2 separate regions of the Mus musculus genome follow, and region 1 is linked to region 2. The links are chromatin contacts, called in public HiChIP or PLAC-seq maps. All regions are on one chromosome and are shown on one strand. Each heading gives the region's core, a stretch centred on a gene start, on an enhancer-like site or on the middle of the called end of the contact. The rest is flanking DNA. Distances are from core to core; before and after follow the strand shown.

Region 1 (6,736 bases), core at 3,135-5,634, 740 kb before region 2:
GTATAAAAAAGAAGGCTGAGCAAGCCACAAGGAGCAAGCCAGTAAGCAGCCTTCCTTCATGACTTTTACATCACTTCCTGCCTCTAGCTTTCTGCCTTGGGTTCCTGACCTGATTTCCCTCAGTGATGAAGTCTGACCTGACAGTTGCAAGATGAAGTAAATCCTTTCCTTCTCAAGTGGATTGGATGATGGTGTTTGACCACCGCATCGGAAACCTTAACTAAGACTCTGCACTTGCAGAGAACCCAGGTTAAGTTCTTGGCACCCACATGGCAACTCAATAGCTGTTGGAATCTCTAGTTCCAGGATATCCAAAGCTTTCTTCTGGTCTTCTTGGGTTCCTGCATGCATGTAGTACACATAAGCTTATGCACATGTACACACACACACACACACACACACACACAGACACACACACACACAGACACACACACACACAGACACACACATATACACTAAATTAATTAAAAATATTTTTGGTTTCACATACAAATTGTAAAATATATAGCCATCATGCAAATTAGTAGCATTTGTATGTACAAATGACAAGTTGTCTGAAAAGTAAAATTTAAATATCAATAATAAAGATATATAAATAATATATTTTATTAACTTATTATTTATAAATAATAAAAAATAAAGAAACGAAATATTTAGGAATAAACATAAACGGGAAAGAGACCTCGTTGTATGCTGAAAACATCATAATATTACTGAAATAAAGTGAAGGCTCGAGTAAGTGGAAAGGTATTATATGTTCATGGATAAGAATTAATATTAATAAAATGTTTACTTCAGTTAAAGCTGTGGTTCTTAACCTGTGGTAGTGACCCCTTGGGGGGTTGAAGGATGTTTTCATAGGGTTGCAAATCAGATGTTTACATTACGATTCATAACTGTAGCAAAATTACAGTTATGAAGTAGCAATGAAACAATTTTATGGTTGGGGGGGCACCACAACATGAGGAACTGTATTAAAGGGTCACAGCATTAGGAAGGCTGAGACCAATTAAAGCAATGTACAGATTTATCCTACTCTCTGTGATAAATTCCAATAGCATCCTTCATAGGAATAGACAAAGTAATCTGAGAATTTGTACGAAGCACACATTAACAGCTGCAACAATAACAAAACCAAGTAGCCGAAGCAATACCGAGGAAGCAAAGCAAAGCAAAGCAAAGCTGCAGGCTGTGTCCTTCCCGGATTAAAACCTTATAAGGCAATGGTGAGCTAGCTAGACAACAGGGCACTAATATCATAGCAGACCATTAGGACAGAATAGAGAGGCCAGGAGTAAATCCAAATGGACATGGTGGATTCAACAAGACCAAGGAGACACAATGGGGAGTGTTATAGGGCACTAGATAGGCTGGGAAAACTGGCTTTGCACACACAAAGAATTGAAACTAGTTCTTATTGCACAATATGCAAAAAATCAACTAAAAATGGAAAAAAGGCTCACGTGTTCATCTTGAAAACATAAAAGAGAACACTGGGGAAAATCTGCACATGAACTCTAGCAATGAATTTTTTTTTAATTGCACCAATACCTCATGCTACAGAAGAGGAGAAAAAAGTTCACCAAACTAAGCATATTCTTTATGACAAACCAACAAAATCAAAAGAGAATATGCTCATTGGGAAAAACAGGTTGTGTAGCCAGTAAAGAGTAAACACCTTCCATGAATAAGTGACTCCCACTTTAGTACCCCAAACACCCCGAATAACCTGATTAAAGCGTGTGCAAAACACCTAGATAGACATTTCTCCAAACACAGACAGATATAAAAATGGCACAGATCAATTGTACATGCATATTGAGTTAGGATGTCTCCTTCTTGTACATATACAAAACAAACACTGGCCATATTTGGAAGAGGGGGCAGGAACCCTGGTGCACTCTTGGTGGCGATGTAAATTGGTACAGTCAGTTTTTGAAAACTGCATGGTACTTTCAAGTGAAATTAAAAATAAAATTTTTATAAAACCCAGGAATTGCTCTCATGGGGCATACCAAAAGGAATTAAATGATCAAACATTGGGGTGCTGCTTTGACTCTTACGTTCATGGTGTTTTGTTTTGTTTTTCAGCAGCCAAGTTATAGAAACAACTTGAGTGTCTATTAACAAACAATTAAAGACGGTTGACATAGAAATGAACTGCCCCAGAGACCTTACCCTTACACTCATTAATTAGTTAATATTTCTACCCTCATCAGAGAAATTTCTGTTTTTCAGTAGCTGGTGATTAGCATTGAGACTCATAAAGGGCCAATGTGCAGAGAGACTGTGAAGTACTCATCTCTAAACAGGACATGGATATTACCCCCTACCACATACACACACGAAAGAGAGAGAGAGAGAGAGAGAGAGAGAGAGAGAGAGAGAGAGAGAGAGAGAGAGAGAGAGATGTTAGTGGTTGTTGAAGAGGGGATGAAGAAATTATAAAAATGGAGATTTAGTAGAGACAGCATCCCCAGACAAGACAGCAGTGATGCATAGATGAGGTCACAGTGGCTGTGAGTCCTGCTCAGGACCAGTGTGAGATCTTAAATCCCTGCATGGAAGAAGGGCTCATAAATCCCCACCCCTGGCTGAGGGACTATTGGCGGCAACTGATGCCTGATGGGGAATCAAGAATCTGTTTATTCAGGGATGTTTTCCTAAGGAGGCCACTCATGCTTCAGGATATGTTCCTAAATCCATGGACATACAGGTAGCACTAAGTGGGTTCAGTGGCTAAGTTGGGAGGGAAAAGTAACAGGAAGGTTAGGGGAGGAATTGGAGAGGAATGGATTGGAGTATGTGATCAAAACACACACGCACTATGGAATTCTCAACAATGAAAAGAATTTAAAAATAAAATATTTTGATGAAAAAGAAATGATGGTATATGTGTAAGTATACATTCATATAGATTATTCATAATGTTATTTGTATATATTATATATAATTTATGTATATACTATTATCCACATATATTATATATATTATTCATCATTAAAAAGCAAAGGATCCTTCCATTTAATTACAATATAATTAACCTGAATGAATGAGTCCTAGGTGCCCTGAGGTTCCACTGCCAGCCAGACACTGAGAGAGGATATAAGCTTTTACTAATTCATAGAATCAGGAAATAAAATGTAAAACATAACAGACATAAGGAACGGAACTGGCTTTGCTGAATGGGGTAGAAGTTATGAAGATTTATATACCAGAGGATTCAGAGTAGAAGGCAGGCGAAATGAATTTTGTTCAGTGATCTCAGGTACCAAACAAAGGCAGTGGGGTATGGGACTTTGACTGGGTTTCTATTAGGTAGGAATATTTTTGCACTTTTGGATGATAAACTGCAGCTAATGCATAATGTAGTTTATCTCTGGTTGTGTTCGAAGATTTCATGGAAGCAGAGGTCTCATAATGCAGCATTGTATGTTACACAGGCTCCTGAACATTGAGTGTCCTGGGCAGGACTCTCCCCCATACTCCATCACTGATCCTCTTCCTTCCTGGCTTCTAGAGCCTGTGATACTGGTCTCACTGTGAGCTCCTTCGGAGTGTGTTATTCTAGCTCCTGTCCAGGTCTAGTGACCCAGGATCTGCATTTTACCAACGGACCTACTTCCATGCAGAGTATTGGAGATATCCCGGGCTCTTGTCTGAGTTCCACTCCTTCTGCCTCCCCCAGCTCTTGGTGCACACATGTCCACTGAGGAGAAGGAGGAGTCCTCTATGCACTCTGCATTCTCCCACAGCTTTTGGTCTGTCAGATGGTGGGGTAGCATCCTTCATCTCGTGAAAGCATGCACTGTTGGGTGGAATTTTTCCCCCTCCCTTTGGAGGCCAGCCCTTGAGGTGAAATCACTGACACCTGCATGTCATGATGGGTGGTGGAGGCAGGGGCGGCCCCTAAATCTTCTCAGTGCCTGGCTGTTCCTCAGAGAATCTCAGATTCATCCCCAGAGACCACCTCCGCATTACAACACGGAAGCCGCAGACCTCTGCTGCGCTTTTCTAGACCATTCTCCTGCTGGCGGCCCAGATTTTAAGAAGGTCCTCATTGATGAATGGAAGTATCTGTATTCACAAGGAACATGCCACAGGCAGCCGGGACTGTTTTCCCCTCGCAGCTTCCTGTCATTTGTGGTGTTCTCTTGGAAAACCGCAGGGCTCGGCAGTAACGAGCGGCTGTTTACAGAGCTCCAGCTGTAATTAAGTCAGATCGGATCTGCTCTTTAGTACGGTGAGGAAATACACCGCCATCCATCATGTCCAAACTGGGTGGGGGTGGGATAAAAGCATTCTTCAGCTTGTGCACTCTCAAGCTGGGAAACATGTGAAGGAAAAGATACTTTTGTGGATTAGAGCAGGGGAAGGCAAACTTCAAGGGACCACCGTATGGAAGGAGGAAGCAGAGACAAAAGCTGGTCTGAGAATCAACAGGGTCTCGCAGTGTTAGGGGCCCGGTAGAAGGGAGAGTTAGGGGCAGATTGACGGCTACCCATGTGAGGTGATACCTACAATGGACACTTTCACAGGTTTCTGGCTTTTCACTCATGCTCATTGAATTGATCGAATTCTGAAGAAGACGTTCATTTATTTTGTTATGGCTCTGTCTTCTCCATGAAAACAGCAAGCTAGGAGAGCTCTTGGTCATTTGTGCTGTTACATCTGAAGCCCTGACTGAAGAACGTGTTAGCTTCTTGTGGCCACCCAAACAAATCAGCATAAACTGTGTGGCTTCAATTAGCAGAGATTTCCCTGTTACTGTTCGGATGATCAGAGCACAGCTACGAGGCTCTCAGCAAGGCTGGCTTCCTTCGGTAGACATGGGCCCAGTCTACCCGATTTTTTTCTCTATGCATTGGCCATTCCTGAGAATAAGAGCTTCAATTCCTTAGCTTATGGCTGTGTCACTCCAAAAATTGTATCCACTAGAGACCCCTTCGTCTGACTTTCCCTTATATAATAATCAGTTATTGGAACCAGCCAACTTAAATATGGTATCATTTTAACTAATCACATCTGCAGAGATCGTAGTTCTAAATAAAGACACATTTTGAGGTCCTGGGGCGGGGCTTGAATTTTAGGGGTACACTGTTGAACCCACTATAGATGTTCAGTACTGTTGGATAAGTGTGTTGCGTGAGACTTCCTTTTTGCCTCCAGGTTTTTGTTTTGTTTTGTTTGTTTGTTTTTGTTTTTGAGACAGGGTTTCTCTGCATAGCCCTGGCTGTCCTGGAACTCACTTTGTAGACCAGGCTGGCCTGGAACTCAGAAATCCGCCTGCCTCTGCCTCTGCCTCCCAAGTGCTGGGATTAAAGGTATGCACTACCATACCTGGCTTGCCTCCAGGTTTAAAGACTGTAGAAAATAAAGACGACCCGCGACCCGCAGAATGAAGGAGCTGGGATTTGTTCTAAAGTAATCCAGGTGGAGCAAAATCTTGTTTGTTGAGCAAAAAAAAAAAAAAAAAAAAACAAAACCAAACCCAAAACCAGAAAAGATTTTATTACCCTCAGTAATATTCCAGTAGGATTATCTTAGGGTATAGACAATGTCTGTGGAATGTGGAAACTTTGGTTGATCTCTAAGCAGAGGCGAATGTTTGCAAGGCTCTTGGACATAGCCACCCATGAGGCACTGAGGGTTCTGACACTAGACCCAATATGGGGCTTCTCTGTAATCTGACTGCACATGGAAACACACAGGATAGCCTGAAAATGTAAGCGTTTTATGAAAGAAGTTGAATTGAGGGGGATTGCAGCCCTCTGGGGGGAGCAACAGTGTCAACCGTCTAGACCCACTCTTCTCCCCACCCTCGGAGCTCCCAGAGACTGGACCACTAACTAAAGAGTACACATGGAGAGACCCATGGCTCTAGCCACATACGTGGCAGAGGATGGCCTTGTTGGACATCAGTGAGAGGAGCTGCCCTTAGTCCTGTGGGGGTTCGATGCCCCAGTATAGGGGAATTCCAGGGCAGGAAGGTGGGAGTGGGTGGGTGGGTGGGTAGGGGAGCACCCTCATAGAGGTGGGGGTGGGAGTGGGGATGGGAGGGCGAGGGGATGGGGGTTTCCAGAGGGGAGACCTGGAAAGGGGATAACATTTGAAGTATAAATAAAGAAAATATCCAATAAAAGAAAAAAAAAGAGAAAATTTGTTAAGAAAAAGAACCCAAATCCTCTTCAAGTTGAAATCCTTCAGGTTGGACTTACACTACAGGTTGAGATTGTTTTAACTTTGAATTGGATGTGAGGTGAGGGCACTGTTAGATCCTCCGGGATCTCTAGTGGATTTTCTTTTTCCAAGCTTTTACTTCTTCCCAATATTTCTGACGCCTCAGAATAAAGGGAAAACGGATGGAGGGAGATAGTTTCTCTTCCTAAGCTGTCTTCAGTTTCTGTTTAGCTCTGGTTTTGATTTCTAATTCCATATATTATTGTGCACAAGATAAAGCCGAATCAGCTCTAGGGCAATGAGGCACTAAGAGACTTTGCCTGACGATGTGGACATAAGCCTTCTTGAAGCCAAAGCTGTATCTCTGAGTGATGTTGCCCAGGATCTCCAACCAATGAGGAATGACAAAGAGGAAGTTGTATTCTAATGGAGATGCTCAGGGACCTTGAGCTCCCTAAACTTCAGTTAGAGTAAAATAAGATCTCCTTTCTTTTATCAACTGTAACCTAGTGGCCTGGAAGTATAACATATTAGCTATTCTTCTCATTTGAGAAGC
Region 2 (7,388 bases), core at 4,619-7,118:
ACTAGTAGCCATCAGATGAAGATGTAGAACTCTCAGCTCTTCCAGCAGCGTGCCTGCCTGGATGCTGCCATGTTTCAGCCTTGATGATAATGGACTGAACCTCTGAACCTGTAAGCCAGCCCAATTAAATGTTGTCCTTAGAAGAGTTGCCTTGGTCATGGTATCTGTTCACAGTTGTAAAACCCTAACTAAGACAGGAATGATACAGGCATCAACAGATTTAAAGGAATTGGACTCCAAAGCCTTGAGGAGATGAGGTAGAGCTTCTAAGGAAACAGAAGCAAGATTTGAGTGCTGTTCTCTGTAAGGAAGCCACCCACAAGACTTAGCTCCAGTGACTCCACAGCCTGGTCAGGTCCCTCAGGCATCCACCAGGAATTTATTGATCAACCTTCCTCCTCTCAAAACAGCTGCACTCTGTTTGAGGATCCAAGAAATAGATCTTCTACACACCCTGAAAGTACATGACTTTGCCTACAAAACCAGTACCTTCCCCAGATAGAGTATAAACCAGCACCTTGCCCAGATAGAGTATAATTGATTCAAGAGAGGACATGTGCTCTATGGAGGGCAAGGGTAACAAAGATATTCTTTCTGCCTCTCTGAGTGACACTGAGAAAGTGCTTGGCTCCTTCCAGGATCCAGTGGCAACCAGTGGGTGACCTTGATGGGATTCAAGCATTAGTCCAATAGGCTTAGACCAGAACAGAGATGGATGGACCACCTCCTATGCTACAGTGTTGATGGCTCCCTCGCTGTCATCCTCCGGTGAAGTCAATCAAACATTCTATTGATTTTTTTAGTGCTATGAACTGGTAAGTTTCTTTTAAAATCTATTTAGGTTGGACTTTCAAGGCTTTACATCTGATGGCCTCTATGTCTCCATACTAAAAGCAGAGATCGTTGCTGAGGAGTGTCTACTTACAGGAAAATGAGGCCTTCAGCCTGACCAATGTCTGCTTCAGAGTCAGGAAAAGAGGAAGGTATGGATTCCACATGGCCTGTTAGGAGGGGAGGGTGACAGAAAACAGAGCTGTAACTGAGGCAGGTTGACCAGCCACTGTGTATGAAAGACTGACCATCCTTGATGCTTTACAGATACTATTTAGTGAATCCCTACAAACCCTTCAGATGGCCTATTCTTCCCCCCCCCCCCCCCACACACACACACACTTTTCTTTCCCTTTATTGGGTATTTTCTTTTTTATATTTGCATTTCAAATGTAATCCCCTTTCCAGGTCTCCCCTTTGGAAGCCTCATATCCCATCCCTCCTTCCCCCTGCCTCTATAAGGGTGCTACCCCACCCATCCACCCACTCCCACCTTCCAGCCCTGGCATTCCCATACACTGGGGCATTGAACCCCCTCAGGCCCAGGGGACATTCCTCCCACTGATGTCCAACAAGGTCAGATGGCCTATTCTAACCCTTGTGAAAGTGAAAGCTGAAGCTGAGAGAGAACCACTCAGCTGGCCAAAGTTATGCTTCATTCTCAGTTCCATCTGACTCTGGCAGCCCCTCCCATCCCTTTGCATCTCAAAAGCAGGCGCCCAAATCAGTGTTATCACCACCAAGCCAGAGACTAACAAAGGTGCAGATAAGGAAATGACCAACCCAAGCACAAAAACCCTTGGGCTGAAGACGGGAAGGCTGCAGGGGTAAAAGCCACTCTTCACATTACTAGCACAAGCAGAGGTACACAGAACAAACGCTGTGGCCATATGCTCTACTCAGAATCTCTGCAGTGCGGGAGCAGGGTCTATTCTGATCTCCTTTACCAGCAGACAGAGATGAGGCCAAAGAGGTTAGATGGCCATTTCTAAAGCCACAGAGCTGGATGCAAGATGTAAACTAGAATGAGACCCTGTCTTGGCTCTATCTCGTTGGTCCACAGCAACTGAGTGTTGACATTTTGGAAAAATGATAACGAAGTTCCCTGTTGATCTGCTACTTACTGAGATGAATCATGTCATCATTAAAGGTGCTTTTCTTTTTTAAACCGGTTAAATATGAGGCAATAATAGTACCTGCCGTGTATAGAAATCAAATAGATCAGCAGCAGGATCATGATGAGTACTGATTTTAAGTACTGCTGAGCTAGTCACACTTCGTGCTGTACAATAATGGCTCTCTACCCATCCAGCCCTATCTTGAGTGCCCATTGAGTGTCTTTTCCACTATGGTGGCCTCCAGTGGAATCTCAATTACAGTTTGTCAGTGATCTGCTCTAGATAAGACTCTCAATTACTTTGCCATAAATTAACAGAGAAGATAACATGAAGGCCCCCAATTTTCAACTGAATTTGTGTGACCATTGGTCTTCTTTCCTCATCTGGTAGAAAACGGGGAAGGGAAGGGGATCTCCCTGTCTTTCTCCACCCTCCCTCCCACTGTAGGAATTTGCTACTAAAAAGGATCTGAGGCACTCAGTCAGTGGTGACTTATGAATAGGGCTTAAGGGATGGCATCTGCTTCTCAGAGTATTTGATATTACACTAAGGTCAAAGCTCTCTAAGGTTAGGGTCTGGTGTCAGTCTAGAATGGGATGTGTCTGCGTTTGCCTTGGTTCTGCTGCTGTGGGATCAAGAGGAGGAGAGGGGGGGAGCCTGGATCCTTTTCCATGTCCAGGTTCTGCCCTCCAGGATGGAGATAACCTTAAACCAAGTAGTTAAGAGGGAAGAAAGGGTGCTAGATTCTTCCTAGGACTTTACGAGACAGCCTGGCTGGGGTCGAATCTGCTTCCATTTGAACCAAGAGGTAGGGGTAGAAGACACATCCACTTAGAACCAATCTCTTTAATAAGGACAAAAAGAAAAAAGAAAAGAGTGTGGGTGTGCAGGGTCAAAAAACAAAATACAAACAAAAAACAAACCAGAATAGGACATAGCGATCTGTGAACAACCTCAGGATGCAGGCAGAGCCCAGGATGCACACATCCAATTTTGTGCTTAGCTGGTACCCTGCTGTGCCTGCTGTGCCTGGGTGGAGACAGATTCAGAGGATCAAGGTGGCCAGCATGCTCTACGGTTATTGCCTACTCTGGCTACTCTCAGGACAGGGTTGGTACACCTGCCCAGAAGGTGGAAGGATAGGGCCAATTTCACCAAGAGTTCCTTGAACTTTAGAGCTGCAACAGGATTGGGGAGGGAGAAAGGGATTCTCAGAACTGGATGTCCAGAAGACAGGGTGGCCTAGAGTGGCTCCTGTGCTGGGAGTCCTAGATTAGCAACAGAGAGTTGAGCATAGAGGTGGGGCATGCCAGGGGAAGCAGGGTAACAGCATGTGTCTTCTCAGGGTCTCAGGCATCACTGCAAAGTTTCTTATGGAGCAAGGACTCCACATAGCCTTCACAGACACCTAGCTTCATACAGGCTAGCCTCTGGCTTTTCCAATGTGTATGGAAGCACTAGTGTGAACTTGTGGAATAAACACACACACACACACACATGGTTAGTTATATATTATGTTATATATATATTTATATATTATAACACACACATATCTTTCATCTGGTTTTGACAATCCATCTGTCAAAGGGCCATATGCTCTCTCTCTCTGAGCTTTCAAAGGTGACATGTTGTTGACTGTAACTTGAAGACTTGAAGTAGAGATGGAACAACGACTGATGAGCATAAGTGGTATTAAATAAGTTATTCTGAGAAAAATGAATCACCGGGATCAGGAAGACCATTGTGAGAGTGACTGTGTCTCCCTACTAAGAAGGCCACAGTGTGAGGATAGAATGATGCTAGAGAGAAACCTAACCAGCTCTTCAGCCAGGAGGTCATGGTCAACATCAACAGTCATAAATCATGTTCAACTGTCAACAGACCTGTAATGAAAAGCTGACATTGTACCTCTGTGGTCCTCCTCCCCCAAATCTATTACATCTGCTCTAATCGTGAAAGAAAGAGAAAGAGAGAGAGAGAGAAGGGAGGGAGGGAGGGGGAGAGAGAGAGAAGGAAAGGAGAGAGGGAGGGAGGAACAGAGGGAGAGAGAGAGAGAGAGAGAGAGAGAGAGAGAGAGAGAGAGAGAGAGAGAGAGAGAGAGAGAGAGAAAGGAAATTAGACAAATCCCAGTAGGGGCGTCCTCTTACCACTAACGAGTCAGTTACCAGGGCTCCTTAAGACTGTCAAGGTCACTGAAACTGGAAAGCTTTCAGAACTCTTAGAGCCAGTACAGCCGAGAATAGACAAGAAATAAATGTATCATGGGAATCACAGGTAGAGGGAGCTTGTGGTTCAAAACTACATTCCCAGCATTTAGGAGACAGATTCAGGATCGCCAAGAGTTCAAAGCCAACCTGGGCTGTTGCCCAGTGAGTTTGTTAAGTGAGTCCCAGGCTAGCCTAATCTACAGAATGAGACCCTATCTCAAACAAACCAGCCCACCCACCAATAAAGACAAACAAAACCCTAAGGAAATCTTAATAAACTATTGTCTGCCTTTGGTTAGTATATCAATATTAATTTTTAAATTATAACAAACATACATGACTGATGTACCTTAAGGACAATGTTAGGAATAAGGGACCAGGAAGACAGTTTATAAAAGCTCTTTGTACTATTTTATTTTTCTTTAAATATCAAATTGTTGTTGAAAAAAATCTTTTCCAAAACTTTGTAAGATCATATGGCCTATTAGCAGTGGAGCATTTCATCCAAGCTCACAAGCCCAGGCCGAGAAATATTTACTGGAAAAGGAGGTTTTTTCGCACGCATAATTTTCCAGAATTGTACTATCCTCTGTAATGAAAAGAGTGATCAGTGCCTTGTATCTGAATCATAAATTTAGTCTGCGTTCCCATGGTAGGTCACCTGCTAGGGCCACAGCCATCTAAGTAGCATCAATATGGGCTCTGTATGGCATTAACTAAGAGCTTTCCCGTACAAAGTGACTGTTACTTTTATACTCCTACTAAGATTGGGTTTCTTTCTGTAACATTTATAAGCAGTGTAAAAAGTTGGACGATTAACGTCTCTGAAACGTTATTTTCTCTTTTAAAAGAGAAAGAACATAAAGGCCACAATCAAACTTTGAAGGGCTGTACCTACCGAGGGAACGAGTACAAATTCAGTGCCTGGCACCTCAAAGTTCTCGGTAAACGATGTTTGATAATAAACACAGTTATCTTTCCCAATCAGGAGAAGATAATCCCCTTTGGTCCACAGGAAACATGGCTCGCAGCTCTTTCCTCGGCATGTTTCCTAATTTAACTACACGAAGCATCTAGAAGGCACTCTGCCAACAGCAGCCTCTGGTTTGTATCTAAGCAAGTCTTGGTCATTAAGCAAAGTCAGGGCATCACTGGCCAAGCAGAGAAAGGCCACGCCACAGGGTACATCTGTGCTCGCCAATGCTCTCTGTTCTTGAAACAAGAATGCAATAATTAATAAATAAATAATAATACAATAATAACAATAACCCAGGACAGTTAGACAGTGTCAGATCCCAGCCCCAGGCTGGGGGGGGGGGGGGCGGAGGGGACGGGTAGGAGGGCTCCTTTCTCTTCTTGTTCCTCAGCACCTGTCACGGAGACGGGATGCAGGCTCGGCGGCCGCTTCCTCCTGCCCCCGCCGCCCGCCCGGCGGACCCTCGGCTCCCGGCAACGCGCCCGCGGCCCACGCCGACTAGAAAGCGCCCATTGAGCGCCTGCAGCTGCCGGTGCCGCTTGCCCAAAAACTAAATAAAGCCCCGACTGCAGTTCCAGCGAAGAAGACACTACTGTGTTCTTCCCAGCGCAGTCACGGCTATAAAGCATTAAATGCAAACTGCTGATTGTTAACGCTGCATTTGTTTACACCCCGAATCTTGAATCACAATGGGGTGGCTTTCGGGCTGCCAGGGCCGGCCAGGGCCGGCTTTATCCTGAATGCTGCAGCCTGTTCCCTGACTGGCCGCGCAGAAGGAAGTTGAGTAAATAGCATCGCCTTTGGCTTGCTGTGTGTGTGTGTGTTGTGTGTGTGTGTGTGTGTGTGTGTGTGTGTGTGTGTGTGTGTGTGTGTGTGTGTGTGCGTGTGATAGATGTCTGCTATGGAGACCAGTGGGATTTTGTTCCTGGTAGGATTGAAGGGAATGTATTGGAGAAGCCTTACTCTATTTGCGGATGTGTAAAACGTTCGGGGATTTGTAAGGTCTCCCAAAGGAGAATCCCCACACTGTATGAAATAAAGCAGATGCGAATGAATGAAAGGATTCTGGGATTCTCTTAAAGGGCTGCGGGGAAGGGAGAAGGATGGATGGGAAGTGTGGCCCACTGGCTAAGCTCGCTGATGGATAGCTAGCTGCAGCATTTATCCATCCCTAGCACCAAGCGTGACCATATATATGCCTTTAAAATCCAGCAGTCACTCTCTCTGCTAGTGAGTTAGAACGTTTTCACTTGAAAATATTGCAATGAAAAAAAGGCCCTTTGCACTCTGCCTTTCCAAGCAACAATCTGTGACAGAGCTTTTCTTTTTAAAGTTTGCGCCGTTAAGTTAGGATGTGCTTATATTTTTATGCAGTTATTTTAAATCTTTAAACATACACTGAAAAAGGAAAAAAGTTAACTTTCCTAAGTGAAACGTCTTTGTATCATGCTCTTCTGGTTTCTGGTGACCAATCCCTATGCCATTAGTATTCTTAAAACAATAATTCATAATGAGTAGAGTTATGCTTCACACAAGAAAATAAAAAACCTCCTGAATAGAGTTTGCTTATACCAGGTTGGACTTAAAACCTAGAATGAACTACTCATAGCTATCAACGTCAGGAAATGTATCTGCCCTGGAAACACACCACTGTCTTCAGAATAACTGCAGAATCATAGCGGGTTTCCGCACAGCATTTGGAAAGTACAGATACAGCGGTGAAATGACACCTTCTCACCTGCATATGTAATCCGAAGGGAAATGAAACGAACATGGGACACACCATGCAAATGAGAGACAAAGCTGGAAACCAGAGTGCTGGAGAAATGATTCAATTCACACAGGCATATGCTGTCCGCTGGCACCTTGCACCAGCCGACAGAGTCTTTATTCCACAGTGAAGAGCTTTCGAGTCGAAATGCAGAAGGATGCAGTGAAAGTCACAAAGGGGCAGATCTCGGAAGGGACATTGACAAAGCAGGAGGACCACCGGCAGTGCATTTGGAGCACCTGGTCCACCTAGAGCTGGTACTGGCTGTGAAGGAAGAGAAGAGAATCTGCAGTCTTGGAGGTCTCCCTGGGTAGGGGGGCTCACTGTCTGATGGGAAGATGAGATGTGCACAAGTCATGTGAGAACTGCACCGAGGCTGTAAGAATGGAGGGGATTGAACGCCTAATGAATGGGAGACCAGAAAACAAGACACACAATTCACAGGAAGACGATCGGAAGGTCTCGCACCAGAGAGAACGTTGGAG

Evidence for each region. HiChIP or PLAC-seq counts read pairs in DNA pulled down with a chosen protein or histone mark.
Region 1: a contact with region 2 is called in an H3K27ac HiChIP or PLAC-seq map of oligodendrocyte precursor cells, with 13 times the contacts expected there. The contact joins two enhancer-like sites. A contact is called at or near these places in 5 of 115 datasets of contacts at active chromatin or transcription factors (embryonic forebrain, forebrain, neural progenitor cells and 2 more).

What each region holds. Positions count from the first base shown.
Region 1 is chr13:102,535,114-102,541,849 of GRCm38.p6, reverse strand. No RefSeq gene overlaps it. Among named protein-coding and RNA genes, the nearest start is that of Gm29927, 54 kb to the left of the region's middle. Within about 2 kb of position 4,384, at least 49 of the 459 cell types and tissues checked have an H3K27ac peak or open chromatin away from gene starts, as enhancers often do. A contact at or near this core is called in forebrain, neural progenitor cells, neural tube and 1 more, where this site is marked.
Region 2 is chr13:101,799,916-101,807,303 of GRCm38.p6, reverse strand. No RefSeq gene overlaps it. Among named protein-coding and RNA genes, the nearest start is that of Pik3r1, 35 kb to the right of the region's middle. Within about 2 kb of position 5,868, at least 186 of the 459 cell types and tissues checked have an H3K27ac peak or open chromatin away from gene starts, as enhancers often do. A contact at or near this core is called in forebrain, neural progenitor cells, neural tube and 1 more, where this site is marked.